Linked DNA regions of Mus musculus: regions 1, 2 and 4 are each linked to region 3. The links are chromatin contacts, called in public HiChIP or PLAC-seq and promoter capture Hi-C maps. All regions are on one chromosome and are shown on one strand. Each heading gives the region's core, a stretch centred on a gene start, on an enhancer-like site or on the middle of the called end of the contact. The rest is flanking DNA. Distances are from core to core; before and after follow the strand shown. Region 1 holds the start of Arhgap29 (Rho GTPase activating protein 29). Region 2 holds the start of Dnttip2 (deoxynucleotidyltransferase, terminal, interacting protein 2). Region 3 holds the start of Alg14 (asparagine-linked glycosylation 14). Region 4 holds the start of Abcd3 (ATP-binding cassette, sub-family D (ALD), member 3).

Region 1 (3,552 bases), core at 39-2,538, 680 kb after region 3:
TGATCCATCTGCCTCTATCTCCTAAATTGTAGGACTACAGAAATGTGCCACCAACTTCAACTCAGTTTTCTTTATTAAATGGAATGGCAGATGTATAAAAAGAGAATTGACATATTTTTAAATAACTTAATGGGGGTGTGAGCAGCTAAGAACCACTTGAAGCAGCCACTTCTTACCATTTCCCCCCAAATGTGTGTTTCTAACTGTAGTCGTACTCTCACCCCCTTTATTCTTGAGGATGCCTTTCCTCTTAGTAGCTTGCTTTAAAAGTTCAAACATCAGTTTCCATGCTAAAAGTCTTTGCTACTTTTTTTCCCCGAATGCAATTAAAAGTAGTCTGGTTTTGAGAGGTTCCTGAATATTTGGAGCGCAAATTTGGTATTTTGTGTTTGAGGGCAGAAGGGATATATTTGTATGAATCTTAAAAATCCACTGTAGAGCTAAAGTAACCAAGCAATTCCATATTTATCCTTTCAAGTTACACTAAGGGGGCTGTTTTTCTGGTAATAATTGGAAAATTTAAGTGTCTGTTTTTCAGAAATTTCTCCTGATTCAATGCCTCACTTGTTGGGCCTACAGTATTTCTGTCTTATTTTCTGGTCTCCTTGGGTCCTACTCTCTTCTTTCTTTGCTTGTTTCTCTCTTGGGGTTTGCTGCCCGTTCTTTCACCTCCCCTCACACTGCCCTGGATCCTTTTCCTCCCACAGGTGGCCATTTTTCTGTCTCTATACTGTTCCCACAGGCACCCTCCCCATGTTTTTCTCTAGCTTAGCTTTCTGTGTTGAATTCAAGAGTCCTTGTATTTCGAGGGACCTGCTGCTTTTTAAACCATTCCTTCATATATCCTGAGGTGAGTTTGAAAAGGCAGTTGACCAAACACGGGCCTTGGTGGAAAATTCTGCCCTTTATAAGGGGCTGAATGGTTGTCTGGTTTCGATGTAGTTAATTCTTTTGGAATTAGGGCTAGGTAGGCCTTGTTGCATGTTACCTGAGTGGAGCCTTCGTCTTCAGCTCGTATCATTTCGGGATTTGGTGACAGAAGATGAAAGTGGTCCAGGAAATACACCACCCAAGAATGCCTATTAGCAAATCCAGTTCTAAGGTGACTTTTCCTAAGCAATGTCTTCTGTGAGGAGACCCTGTCAGACCAGAAGCTGCTGACAGACTACCACACCCCGGGCTCCTCTACCTTCTCTGCGCTCTGTCCCCGCCCCTGCGAGTTTGAGCCAATGGGCTGAGCCCCAGGGGGTGGGCTGGGGCGGGGCAGAGGTGGGGCCAGGGCGGAGCACCTCTGCCCCAGCTGCCTCACAGCAGTGCTGGCTCGGCCCGGCATGGAGGATGGAGGCAGCAAGTTTGAGCCCTAGGCGGCACGAGCCGCCGCCGCCAGGCTGTGGGCGTTCATCTGAAGTCGGCACGGGGGATACAGGATGGAGCCCCACGGTGAGTGAGGGGCGGTGGTGCTCGTTTCCACCGAGGCTGCTGAGTTGGGGTTCCCCTGAGTTGCTATCGAGTCTGGGTCCGAATGTGCGGCTAGTTCTCGGTGCTCTTAGTCCTCGCTAAGCTTAGGAACTGGACTGTGAGTTAAGGACCTGCAGGGGTGAGCAGATGGTATTCTAAGTAAAGCTGCCAGTTAGCTCGTATTTACCTACCGAGTACTGAAACTTCCCAATTTGTAACTCCTTTAATTCTCAGGACAGCTCCATGACCCTTGAACTCATTTCTCAAACAGGGAAGCTGAGGTGAAAAATCTGCCCAAAGTAGTAATTGACAGTATCAAGGCTTAATCCTATGCGCCCTTGCCCCAGAATCCGTGCTTTTTGCTCTGGAGCAGTGTGCTCCCGCCAACCCCGCCAGCAATTCTCGCTCCAGATGGGGTGCTCAGTCCCAAAGTATTTTAGGAGTCCCATCGTGCATATTGTTGTCTTCTATGTTTTGTGTTTAGAGAATATTTTTGTTTGAGCACACTCTCAGTGTCTTGGTGTGTTCTCATTTTGTTTTGAATATGTTTGGAGGTTTGATGGTTTTAATTTTAAAACATTTATGGATGCATGTGCTCAAGACCTGGAATTTTGAAGGTAGAATTCTAGTGGCCGATGACAGTCTCTCCTTATCGGTTTTTCACCTTTGAGAGATAACACACCAAACAAATTTTTGGAGACAGGATTGTTACCTGTTAAGGCCTCTGTGACTATCTCTTGTTAGTTGAGTCTTTTGTCTGACACTATCGATGTTGGCTGGCCTTTTTCGTTTCTCTCCTTTCCTCTGTATGCATGAAGTCAGGCATAGGGAACGTGCGCTTTGGCATTGGGTGGTTTTGGCTGATCAGAGGCGAGCCCTCCTTGCCAGGAATGCTAGACATTCTGGAGGCGTGGGGGGCAGGGCAGCTTTTTCTCCCTCTTTTTCCTTTTCCTTTTTCTTTCTTTTTTAGTTATCCTGCTGGGTTCAGACTGCACAGGAATGAAATGTGTGTTGTATATCTTACTTTAGACGTTGTTAAGGATAAAGCTGTTCCCGACATGCTCCCGTTCTGTTTTTGTAGAGTGTTTTTTAAAAGTGTAGTTAAAGACCTTTACACTTGATTCCTGTGTGAGCTTTTTTTCCCAGTGTCTTTTAATAGATTCTCACAAACTCAGAAATTATGCTGAAATAACAGATTTCTGAAATCATGCAATTTTGAACTATAAGAAAGAACTAAAGTGCAGATATTTTGGGAAGTTTTACATCCCAGTTAGCTCTCTGCTTCTGTCATATACATTATGGACTGTGTGAGGGGACATTTGATTGACACAAACTGCTGAAGTCTTGGAAAAGTCCCCATCTGAGAGTTTAGGAAATCTATATGAATGTTTTGGGTTTTTTCTCTCCTGCTGGTCGGTTGGCCCGAGGGCCTCTTGCCGGCCTTTTAGCACTTTCCCACTGAGCTCTGAGTCCACATTTGTAAAGCACATATAATTTAGAGGTTAGAGTTGCTTTTGTATATTCATTTTCTACTTTCTATAAAATTCTTTAAGAAATAGATAATACAGTTCTTAATATTTATGGCTTGGAGTTGGAAGAGATGAGAATTAGTTTCCCAAATATTTCACTCAGCAGCCTGTTTGCACAGTTCAAACTTCACTTGGAAGCATATTCGGGTTTCCATGAAATTAGTTAAGCTTCTGGAACTGGTTCCAGCCCTATATTTCTTGTTTACAATCTGCAGACTTATGAAGCCACAGCTTGTTTATTATTTAAATCTGCTTAAAAACAATTTCCCACAATCAAGTGCCTTAGTAATAATAGCTCACAATGACTGAGTCTTCATGCCAGGCACTGTGCTAAGTACTTTCCATGCATCACTATCTAATTTAATTAAATTACCAGTTTCAATCTGTTATTAACTATACTTTATATTACCACTAAGCAGAGAATACTTATTTTGGCGCATGGGAAAGTCATATACAGGACCTTGCAAAGTGCATGTTGTCCAGACTTTCTCATTGTCATAGTTCAATTAGAAAAGTGTGATTTTAATTTTAAACACCTTTCAATTGTAGTGTTGCTCCTTTAAAA
Region 2 (3,361 bases), core at 618-3,117, 980 kb after region 3:
TGGCTTTTTAAAGAAAATACAAAAACAACAAAAAAAAAAAAAACCTTGCAAATATTTGAAACATAAAAAACTGAACAAAATTTTCTGAATTTGTGCTTCAAAAGATAGTGTGAAGATAATGAAAAGACAATTCCCAGAATAGGTAAAAATATTTAGAGACCCTATCTGATAAGGTCTTATATTCAGAATATGTAGAGATCTTACAATTTAGTAAGAATGCCTAATAAAGGGGGCTGGAGAGATGGCTCAGCAGTTAAGAGCACTGACTGCTCTTCCAGAGGTCCTGAGTTCAATTCCCAGCAACCACATGGTGGCTCACAACCATCTGTAATGAGATCTGATGCCTTCCCCCTCTTCTGGTGCGGCTGAAGACAACTACAGTGTACTGATATAAATAAATAAATAAATCTTTTTTTAAAATGCATAATAAAAATACATGGAAGATCAGTACCTCCCCCAGAAAGAACAAGATAGAAGAACCCTTTAAAGCCTAAACTGAAAAGTAACAGCCCGCACTTGTCATAGGGTTTTTCACTAAGCCCAGCCTGTCAAGAGCTTGAAGATTCTTGTCTTCAAGTTCCACAAATGCGCAGGAACTCGTTTTCTTGTTCTTCACTTTCTTGTTCTCTCACTCCTAAAGATAGGCTGTTTCCTCAGGGCACACAATGGCTGTGTGGAAACCAGAGACCACAGTTCTCCAGGAAAACAAAAACAAAAAAAAACCCTATTTTACTAAGTAAGCATGAGGCTAGTGTTTTAAGACAACATCTAACAATCAAAAGTTGGTTACTACGTATACCTGGCTCCAAGGAGAGCAATTTAATGTAGAAGTAATGTATCCATGGAAAGATAGGTTTTTAGGAAAAATTTTGTGTTAAAAAGTGAAGGAAAACGAACCCCCCCTTTTTTTTTTCTTGCTTCCAACACTAATTCCTTTACCCCCTCCTCGATTCCTTTGTAGCCTTTCAACATATTCTAGTTCTCCATCTTTCATCCAACAAAACAAAAACTAAAACACCTCAGCCAGGTGCTGTGGCCCATGGATCCCAACACTTGGGAGGCAGATGGATATCTGTGAGTTCAGGATCAGGCTGGTCTAAATAGTGAGTTCTAGGGCAGCCAGGGCCATGTAGAGAGATCTTGTCTCAAAACAAAAATCCTAAAACTCTTTTGATTCTGGCTAGTCTCTTACTTCCATTGTAAAAAAACAAAAAACTTTAATCCCCGTCCTTCACAACGTCTTTCACCTTTTTTATTTAAAAAAAAAAAAAAAAAAAAAAAAAAAAAAAAAAAAGGCGTACTTCAAATCCCGAGACATTTTAGTTAAATCCCACAGCTTTCTAATTATTCTCCGAAAACTTGGGTGCATTTAACATACATCCTTGTATCCCAATCAAATATCGGAATCTCATTTATTAAGTTATTAAAATACTGTTTTCTAAAAGGACTAAATAAAGTCTCCTTTGGCTTCCGTAAAGACTTACGCCAAAGATCTCACAATTACTGCACGGGGGTGGGGGGTGAGGGGGATGGAAAGCAGAGTAAATGATGCGACTTCCCATTTTGTGTTAAACGGCGAGGAGGTCCTCCTCGCTGAGGACCGCACAGCGGACGAGCTGGGAACTGGAGGCGGAGCTGCTTTTGCCCCCCCCCCCCCCCAACACACACACCCCACCCCCCCACCCCCCGCTGACCCGCACTAGTCCGATGGCGGAGACCGCTGGCCAGAACTGCAGTGGAGCCGGGGAAGGAACGATTCTCCCGAGCCGCGGTTTCCGCAGGGAAACCTAAGCGAGTTCCTGTTTCGACGCACTTCCGAAGCGTCGGAACAGAGGAAGCCGCGCTGGCTGCCGGGAATCCGGAGTCGGAAAGATGGTGGTCACCAGGTCCGGGCTCTCCCGGACCAGGCTCCAAGAAAGCTCCCAGCAGAAGGTGAGCTGGGTCTCAGGTTCTCCGGGTCTCCTCGCCGCTGAGCAGAGCGGCTCGGCAGGGCGGAGGAGAGCGACGAGGAACCGAGCGGGTCGCGCGTGGTACTGCGCCGGACTGGCTCGGACCTGGGGGTCTTTCAGGGCTCTTACGGGAGTTTCGGTAGCGTGCCCTGCGCAGGCGAGGCCTTTTAAGTTTACTGTTAGGACAGTACCGGGGAAAGTTAATGCCCGCCACCTCGACCAAGCCTGGTTTGGGGGATAGGAGGAGCACCGTTTTCACGTGGAGAGACTGGCATGGCCGAGCACTAACCCCTCCGGCAACTGAAGGGCGGCGGTGGCGTCACTCAGAGCCTCTGGTTGTCTTCTGGTGCTATGCTCTTTAGATTGTGTGGTAAGGGCTATAGAGCAGCCCTTTCCTGTTGTAGAAATCCAGGCAAGTATCGGATTACCTTACACACTCCTAAACACGTGCTCAATTAGTATTCAACTCCCCCCCCTCCCTGCGCTTCTATAAATGATTTAAAATTTACCTCCTCTTTCTTTAAGTAGAGAAAGTTTTTTTAGTTCTGCTTTCTGAAGCCTAGGATGAGGCAAGTAAAAGAAATATCTTATCGTGAGTTTGTCTTCGTTTTGTACCTTCTTGAGTTTTGTTCCTTAGGCCATGCCACCTTTACCCTTGTCCCTGCCCTATCTACACTATATTGTGTTTGTTTTGGTTTTCAGAGGTCTGCTCCTCGGAGAATTGGGACACATCTAGAAAGCACAAAGGAATCGGGATCCGATGGCAGCACAGCTGAATCGCAGCCTGCTGAGAAACAGCACTCACGCAGCAGCAGCAGAACCACAGGCCCAGCGGAGATCATTGTGCTTATTTCTGATGACGAGGCTTCTGAAACGGAGTCCCACACTTCTGGGGTTACTTCTGTGTTAGAGGACCAAGAGCCCATTGTAAGAGTAACTAGGAAACGGCAGATCGTAATTGCTTCCACCTCAAAGTCCACTGTTAGGAAAAGGCAGAAAGTAGCCCCTCAGCATGCATCTGCTGATGAAGTTGTTGTTTCTGAAGCAGAGTCTCATGTTTCAGGGGTTTCTATGGTTGTACCTTCCACAGAGAGAAGCAGCAGAAATAAGGCTAATTCTCAAAGAGATTCAAGCCAAGAATCACAGTCGGGAACTGTATCTGATGCTGAGTTGTCCTGCTCAGGCATTTCATCGTTAGAGATCTTGCCGAGAACAACAGCCAGGAATGTGAAGAAGAAATTACAGTTCCCAGCTGAGAAAAACGATACTAAGATTACACCAGGAAATAAAAAGCAAATTGTGGGTATGTCTGTGTGTTCAGAGGACTCAGATGCTACTCAGTTATCAGCAAGACCACTTTCTCAGAGAAATATGCCAAATGTTTCTGATAGTGAAACTTACAACAGTGACTT
Region 3 (3,366 bases), core at 141-2,640:
AGAAAGTTGTGAGCCACCATGTGGGTTCTCGGCCTGGAACCTGGGACCTCTGGAAAAGCAACCAGTGCTCTTAACCTTTGTGCTGTCTCCCCGCCCCCACCCCCACCCCCCCAGCCCTTGAGCCACAAATGATATCTGTCTAAAAGTCTGGCATTCTTATTGATTTTCATCACATAAATAACCTCAGGCAAATTAACTTTTGTGTAATCTATTTCCCTATTGTAATTCAAAGAGTAACATTTACATAGAACCTGACTGTAAAGAATGAGGTTAAGAAGGAGTGATGAAAGAGCCCACAGGCACCGTGCTATAATATCAACAAGATAGAGATACAGTCAGGAAATCTCCCAAGCAGTTTGCTGACTCGGGAACCAACACACCTAGCTTTATAAGGAGATCTCAGGGCGCCTTCCTGGAACTTCTGACTCAGTATCGCTCCCAAAAGCATTCTAGGCTCCAGGTAAATGTGATCGTCAATCCAAACTGAATTTAACAACGGACCATATGGTGTAGCATTCTTAGGCAGCAGGAGTTAGGATTTCTGGTTTCTAATTCTAGACATGACATTATTGCATTTAGGCCAATTTGTAGCACCTTTCTCGACCTGTCTGCATGCCTGACCTATTCAATCTGTAACCCCATAAGGGTCTGAAGGAATGTTTGTTGTCAAGAGGTTTTATTTTGCTGTAATTTAGGCTAAGTTCACAAACGCACGCACAACTGGGATTAGAGTGGGCAGTGGAAGTCTATCATTTCAGAGGACCGCGGGAGGAATAAGCCAGAAATGCTTTGTGATAAACTTAACTGCAGGGCTATGTCTTCCTCCCTTGCTACCTGAAGCCAAGGGGTTTCCAATCCTCCCAGGAATATGACATAGCTTGAAGTGATCCGGATTCTGGTTATAGTTTGAGATCTGTGAAACTGTCTAGAAAACATAAATGTCAGGAAAGGGCGGATTTGAATGTTTTCCCCCTAAGAGTATGCCTCTGACTGGCAAAAATTTTCTAGTTCGGTTTGTCTTGGAACCCGTAAGGAAGAAAGGAAGTAGTGATGTATGCCAGGAGCCTCAGGCAAAACCTGGCAGGACAGGAGCAGCTACTAACCCGGGGCTTCGTGGTCCTTCTACCATACATGTAGTTTGACCTCGCCACTGGCAGAAATCAAACTTCTCCAGCACTTAACTTTCCAACTACACAACTGCAGCACAAACTCGGGTAACAAAACCATTACTGTTCCTTGTAGCGCTTCCTGGGCAAACTGCCCTTAGCCCCACCCATCACGGACAAACCCGGCTCACTGAGACGCAAGAGACGCGTCGTTCTGCGTTTTCCAATCAGAGCCACACTTCTGAACTTTGACCGCCCAACTTGGCAAGCTCCGCCCAGTGCAGACCATCCCCGCCCACAGAGAGGCGCTTTGCTCCCTGTTTGCTCTTAAGCGCGGTGCTTGCAAACTTTAACCGCTGGCGCCAGGTCTACACGCATGCGCCATCCTTTGAATGCTGAGCATTCTGATTCTAGCTGCTACAGCCGCAGGGCTAGTGATCTTGCTATTCCAGCGACTATGGACCGTGCTTGGGCCCCATCACGTCACTCCCCGAGAGTCTCTCAGACTCTTGATCGTGGCTGGATCCGGTAAGTATCCGGGCGGAGGCCGACGGTCTTGAGTTAGGCACTACAAACCCCAGAATGCATCGCGACTCTCTTCGCCCTTCTTAGCGCCTTTAGGAGCGCTGCATGCTGAGATTTGTAGTTTCTTTGCGTTCCCGGAACCGGCCACCCCAGGCAGGAAAAAATGCTGGTTAGCTGACGCCACCCAGCCGCCTGTCATTAAGACAGGTCATTTACACTTGTCTGTAATTAAGCCTCTCTGTAGTGTACTGCTTTCTAACAAATAATTAGCGACGGAGTACGCCGAAGCCTTTTGATGCTGACATATTGTTGCCCTCTTTGCTGCTGTGCGTTATTAATTCTAGGTCTTTGTACTTAGTTTAAGAAATGTGAACATTACATGGTAAACGAAGTAGAGTTGTCGCACTTATGAATGCGCAAAGTCCCTGAGGATAAAAACGTGGACACTCCATACGACGATACCTCCAGAGTGACAGGATATGAGTAATAAACTGTCCAGTCAGCTCTGAACATTTTAAAACTTAAAATTTTAGATGAACAGTTTTGACGAGTGTATAGTTAAACACGACTCAACTTTAAACAACCAAGGTGATACCCAAACCTATATCAATGCTGTCTGGAATACATATGTTATAACCTATTGCTCCAGGGACAGTAAAACAAAACCATTGCCTAACAGAAAATGATGCAGTCAAGACACACAGTAAATTCGAGGTGTTTAAGGCAGCCTCTGCAGGAGACCATACAGTTTTACAGTAGCTTTAAAAAAAATACACACTAATAAAAATACACAAACTAGTAATGTAGTTGTGTATTATTGTTATCAAATGTTATGAACTGTATATAGTAGTATATATTGTACTTTTTTTAAAGACTTGTTTATTATATGTAAGTACACTGTAGTTGTCTTCAGACACACCAGAAGAGGACGTCAGATCTCGTTACGGATGGTTGTGAGCCACCATGTGGTTGCTGGGATTTGAACTCAGGACCTTTGGAAGAGCAGTCAGTGCTCTTAACCGCTGAGCCATCTCACCAGCCCCTATATTGTACTTTTTTATATTGCAGGCAGCACAGTGAATTTGTTCATAGATTACCTTGGGCTACTGTGTTATGGTTGCTGTGTCACTAGACAATAAGGAATTTTCTGTTCCTTTTTAATGTCATGTGACCAATATCCTGTCATTGACTAAAACATCATTATGTGATGAGTGACTACACACACACTAATGATATTTATGATGTATGCAAATGTACCAAACTTAACATGCAATTATAATTCCTTACTTATTTACTTAACATATTTTGAGTCATGGGAATGGCCAGACACTACACTGAGCTCTGGAACAAAACAAAACTGAAAATAGAAAAACAAACAAAACAAGCATCACAAGGCACAGTGTGATGCCTACGTGACAAACACTAGGGAAAGGACAGAGGCGCAGCAGTGAAGGAAATAGGACACAAACAGAAGATGAGACAGAAGGAGTAGCTGCCACACAGAGAAGGACAGAAATCTCATATTAACTGCGTAAGAAATACAAGTTATTTCAAGTGAGATGCAAAGCTACTGGGGACTTTTGAACACAAGTAAAATATTATCACATGAAAATTACCTCAAGATGTATAGGGAGAGGAAGTGGGGATATGATCTATATAAAGCTGTATTTATAATTTATATGACAGTGGCGTGAAGCAAGATGAGGTGGTAAGAAGTGATTGGAAGGGTGGAGAG
Region 4 (3,573 bases), core at 974-3,473, 520 kb after region 3:
GTTATATAGTAGTGACTTATGTAAGCTCAATCATTTTTATCTCAATAATGTATGCTTTGAATTTATCTGCTCATAATCTGCATCCTCACCCCTCAAAATGTTTAATGCCTAAAGCAAAGATTTTGCTACTCATCCGACAATGAAAGATCAGCAACTCTATTTTGTTCAGTAAACTACCTGTTGCATAATTCTATCTTCAGAAAGTTCACAAAGTTTCTCAAAAAGATTTTTTGAATGGCAGATGAACAGCTTCAATTATTTAGGAAGATAAACTGTGTTATACCATGTCACCTCTATTGCTATTATTTCCCAGTAGAGCTGTTGGCTTGGACTGTGACTGGAGAGGGACATAGGGGTTTTCTGGGTGCTGATAACAGTCTGCTGTTTGATCTGGGCACTGATTACACAGGTGTCTTTTACCTGCAAACCTGACATTTATGCTGCATATTGTTTTCTGTATGTATACAGTGTCCCAGTAAAGAGAACTGCTTTTTCTTCTTTTTTTTTTTTTTCGAGACAGGGTTTCTCTGTGTAGCCCTGGCTGTCCTGGAACTCACTCTGTAGACCAGGCTGGCCTCGAACTCAGAAATCCGCCTGCCTCTGCCTCCCGAGTGCTGGGATTAAAGGCGTGCGCCACCATGCCCGGCTTGAGAACTGCTTTTAAATCAGTCAGAGTTGTTAGCAGTCAAGTTCCCTCACTACTAAAATACCTACTCTAGGCGCTGAAACGCTTCCCTACAAAGACTAATTCAAGTAATTAAATGTAAAGCATTTACTATGTTCTATCGGCACATTCCAAGTAACTGATAACTTCTAATCCCAAATGAGAGTTCAGAAAGGGCACGATCTAATAGAAAAATATTTCAAATTAATCGTCCCCCTCCAAGAACCCTTAAAAAGGACGAATAGTATGTGAAGGAGAGGCATATCATTATTTTGTAAAGCTGATTTAGGAAGAGAAGGGCCAATGCTGCAGCCAATGAGCAAGTCAAAGTAGATAAGACAGAAAATACTTCATGAAAGGATACATGGAGCTCTCTGCTAGTATTTTAGGCCAAATTCTAATAATAAGATAGTCCGAGCAAACCAAAAGCAGGAGACAATAAATAGTACCTACCCAGAGGGTTGATGAAATAAAATGCATGAAAGCATTATTCTAAGATTGGACACTAAATATCCAAACACTAGTAAGAATGCTTAGTTAGGAAGTAACCTTTTCTTTGTCGCTCGCTGAAATCAAATGGGCGACAAGAAGTTAAAATTGTGCCTGTAATCCCACCCCCAGAACTCAATTCTCCCTTCTTTCCTAATCTCCCAAAAGTTCAAAGTAAACTTTAACATTCTCTCCAGGCAGGTAGCTGTATGGTGTAATTAACAAGTGATCTTCACCTAAAACACACTTTCACCTTTCACCTATAAAGTCGACGGAGGAAACTTTGTCCTCCACACACCGCTGAGCCAATTCAACCTTTCCAAATGAGGGCATTCACTGACCAATTCCGGAAAAAGAGGGCACCGCTTTAGAAGAAAATCGTGCCCACTGGACCCAGAAAACCCCAGGAACGCCCCTGGCTACTATCCACCGCCACTACTCCGGAGTCGAGCTGGCGAGTAAAATGCCCATCCCGAACGAACGCAAACCTTAGCGTTCAGTGGCGATGAGATGGCAAAACCAGAATGCACCCATAAAGTTGACATGCACGGGGAGATGGTGAGGGGGCGCGGGGGCGCAGGGACGCGGCGTGTCCTCCTCCCTCCCGTGGTGTTGAGATTGCGCGGCGGCCGCCAGGCTGAGGGCCGCAGGGCTCCGGGACCGCTGGCCCGGTTCCGCGGGCACCCGCGCAGCTCGGGACCTGGGAGAGAAGGGCAAGGCGCGCGCCCGGAGCTCCCCGCTCGGGCCCGGGGAAGGCGGCGCGGCCGCGAGCCTCACCCGTGCAGGCCGAGGGCGCGACGCCGCTTATGGAGTAGGCAGAGCAGCAGGAACGCGGCCCCCGCCAGCGAGGTGTTCCGTGCCGTCAAGTACTTGCTGAAGGCCGCCATGGCACCGGCAGGGCGAGCGAGCCGCGGGATAGGGGACGCGCCGGCGACAACCTCAGTGCAGGAACCGCGGGGGAAACTGGGAGGATAGCTCGGCGCCGAGAGAGGGCGGGGCCGGCCGCGCGGGAACGCCCCCTGGCGCGCGCCGCCGCGCCGAGCCCACCGTGGACTTTGGCTTCCCGGGCGCGCGCGCGGGCGCGGGGCGATCGAAAGGGTCGTTCCCCGGGGGGACGCTCTGCGCACGCGCGGACCCCCGCGGACTCGGCCGGAAACGCGGCGGGCAGACAACGCTAGTCCTCCGCGCCGGTCTCCAGCAGCCCACGCTTCGGCCTTGCGATCTCTGCTTGCACACACCCTAGCTTTCTTTCACAAGAACTGGAAGAGCGGGCCGGGCCTGCGCCACGGACTCCGTGGGCCCTGCCCCTCCGCCACCCCCTGGATGGGTCGGTACCACCCTCTTAAAGAAGCCGGGGGAGGAGGGGAACGGCCCCATCACTAAAAAGGTCAATATTTGCAACTTAAGGAGTGAAGGGAGACCTGGAAAAGAAAGACTACAATCAGATAATCTTATTTCAAGTCGCCGTGGATTAGGTCTCTAGTTCTGTAAAATCGGTTTGGGAGGACGGGTCCACCACTCTGTTAATTTTTTTATAAAAATAATGTAGTGGGAAAAAGCTCAGAGTGCGTGACAAAAAGGAGTTTTAAGAAACAATTACTCTTTTTTGGTAGATATGTACAAGGATGGCGATAAAAAAATGTATTTCTTTATGTTAGGTCTGGTCAAAGAAAGTTTGAGAAACTCTGTTCTTTGCAAAGGGACATTCAGAAATAACAATCGTGCGTTGTATTAATGCTGGCCTTACTCCCAGAAGCAGACGAACTTTACAGATTACAGCATTCTTCTCCTGTCCCACCCCTATCATGCAGAAAGTGTTATCCCTAGCGTTTAGTCTAGCGCATGCACAATAACTTAATGAATGGCTGTTTTCAGTTTAAGAAACTGTCGAGAAGCAAGTGTCAGAAAGGAAGCTTCTAAAACCTCACAAAATATATAAATGTTGCCTACGCATAAAAGGAACCAATGAAACAGTGATGCCTAGGTGTTTTCTCTGTGTGAATGGTTAAATGGTTATGAGAATGGCAAAGACCACACACCGTGGTGTGTGCTGTGTGCAGGTGCTCAACAATCGTCAAAAGTCTAAGTTACGCAGAAGTAGAGCCTGTACCAAATCCTCCATATGCCGTTTGTGTGTTTTCCCATTACCCTGGGAATCACTTAGGTAATTAGGTATGCCTGGCACAGAGAATACAAGTATGAACAATCAATCCCTTATTCTCCAGAGGCTGGTGCAGAAGAAAAACATGAAGAAAAATATGGATGAGTTTAAGTGTCAGCTTAGAGAAGTGAACTAAGTGCTATGAGAATACCAATAAGAGAATTTAGAATTTTCCTAGAACTTTTCCTTAACACTTGACAAATAGGATGACGTCAAAGCTACACCCTAAGGCCAAAGGAGTCTGCTAGCAGGTGGGAGG

The links. Promoter capture Hi-C pulls out the DNA fragments that hold promoters and counts their contacts. HiChIP or PLAC-seq counts read pairs in DNA pulled down with a chosen protein or histone mark. Capture Hi-C pulls out chosen DNA fragments and counts their contacts.
Region 1: an H3K27ac HiChIP or PLAC-seq map of embryonic stem cells shows a contact between it and region 3, with 3 times the contacts expected there. The contact joins the promoter of Arhgap29 here to the promoter of Alg14 in region 3. A contact is called at or near these places in 3 of 39 promoter capture datasets (embryonic stem cells, hippocampal neurons and pre-B cells), 1 of 115 datasets of contacts at active chromatin or transcription factors (embryonic stem cells) and 1 of 9 other capture datasets (embryonic stem cells).
Region 2: a promoter capture Hi-C map of liver shows a contact between it and region 3, with 4 times the contacts expected there. The contact joins the promoter of Dnttip2 here to the promoter of Alg14 in region 3. A contact is called at or near these places in 3 of 39 promoter capture datasets (hippocampal neurons, liver and pre-B cells), 1 of 484 Hi-C or Micro-C datasets (CD4 T cells), 1 of 115 datasets of contacts at active chromatin or transcription factors (large pre-B cells) and 2 of 9 other capture datasets (adipose tissue and liver).
Region 4: a promoter capture Hi-C map of pre-B cells shows a contact between it and region 3. The contact joins the promoter of Abcd3 here to the promoter of Alg14 in region 3. A contact is called at or near these places in 14 of 39 promoter capture datasets (the 3T3-L1 cell line, the C10 cell line, the HPC-7 cell line and 8 more), 1 of 15 datasets of contacts at CTCF or cohesin (the NIH/3T3 cell line), 6 of 484 Hi-C or Micro-C datasets (CD4 T cells, CD8 T cells, double positive thymocytes and 2 more), 17 of 115 datasets of contacts at active chromatin or transcription factors (the 230-238 cell line, T-cell acute lymphoblastic leukemia, cardiomyocytes and 10 more) and 2 of 9 other capture datasets (adipose tissue and liver).

The regions. Positions count from the first base shown.
Region 1 is chr3:121,966,518-121,970,069 of GRCm38.p6, forward strand. Arhgap29 (Rho GTPase activating protein 29) reads left to right here and starts at 1,289. Exons shown (of 23, transcript NM_001356524.1): 1 at 1,289-1,440.
Region 2 is chr3:122,272,547-122,275,907 of GRCm38.p6, forward strand. It overlaps Dnttip2 (deoxynucleotidyltransferase, terminal, interacting protein 2), which reads left to right and starts at 1,868. Exons shown (of 7, transcript NM_153806.1): 1 at 1,868-1,932; 2 at 2,652-3,361. The coding sequence starts at 1,873.
Region 3 is chr3:121,290,350-121,293,715 of GRCm38.p6, forward strand. Alg14 (asparagine-linked glycosylation 14) reads left to right here and starts at 1,391. Exons shown (of 4, transcript NM_024178.3): 1 at 1,391-1,634. The coding sequence starts at 1,499.
Region 4 is chr3:121,813,079-121,816,651 of GRCm38.p6, forward strand. Abcd3 (ATP-binding cassette, sub-family D (ALD), member 3) reads right to left here and starts at 2,224. Exons shown (of 23, transcript NM_008991.3): 1 at 1,931-2,224. The coding sequence starts at 2,040.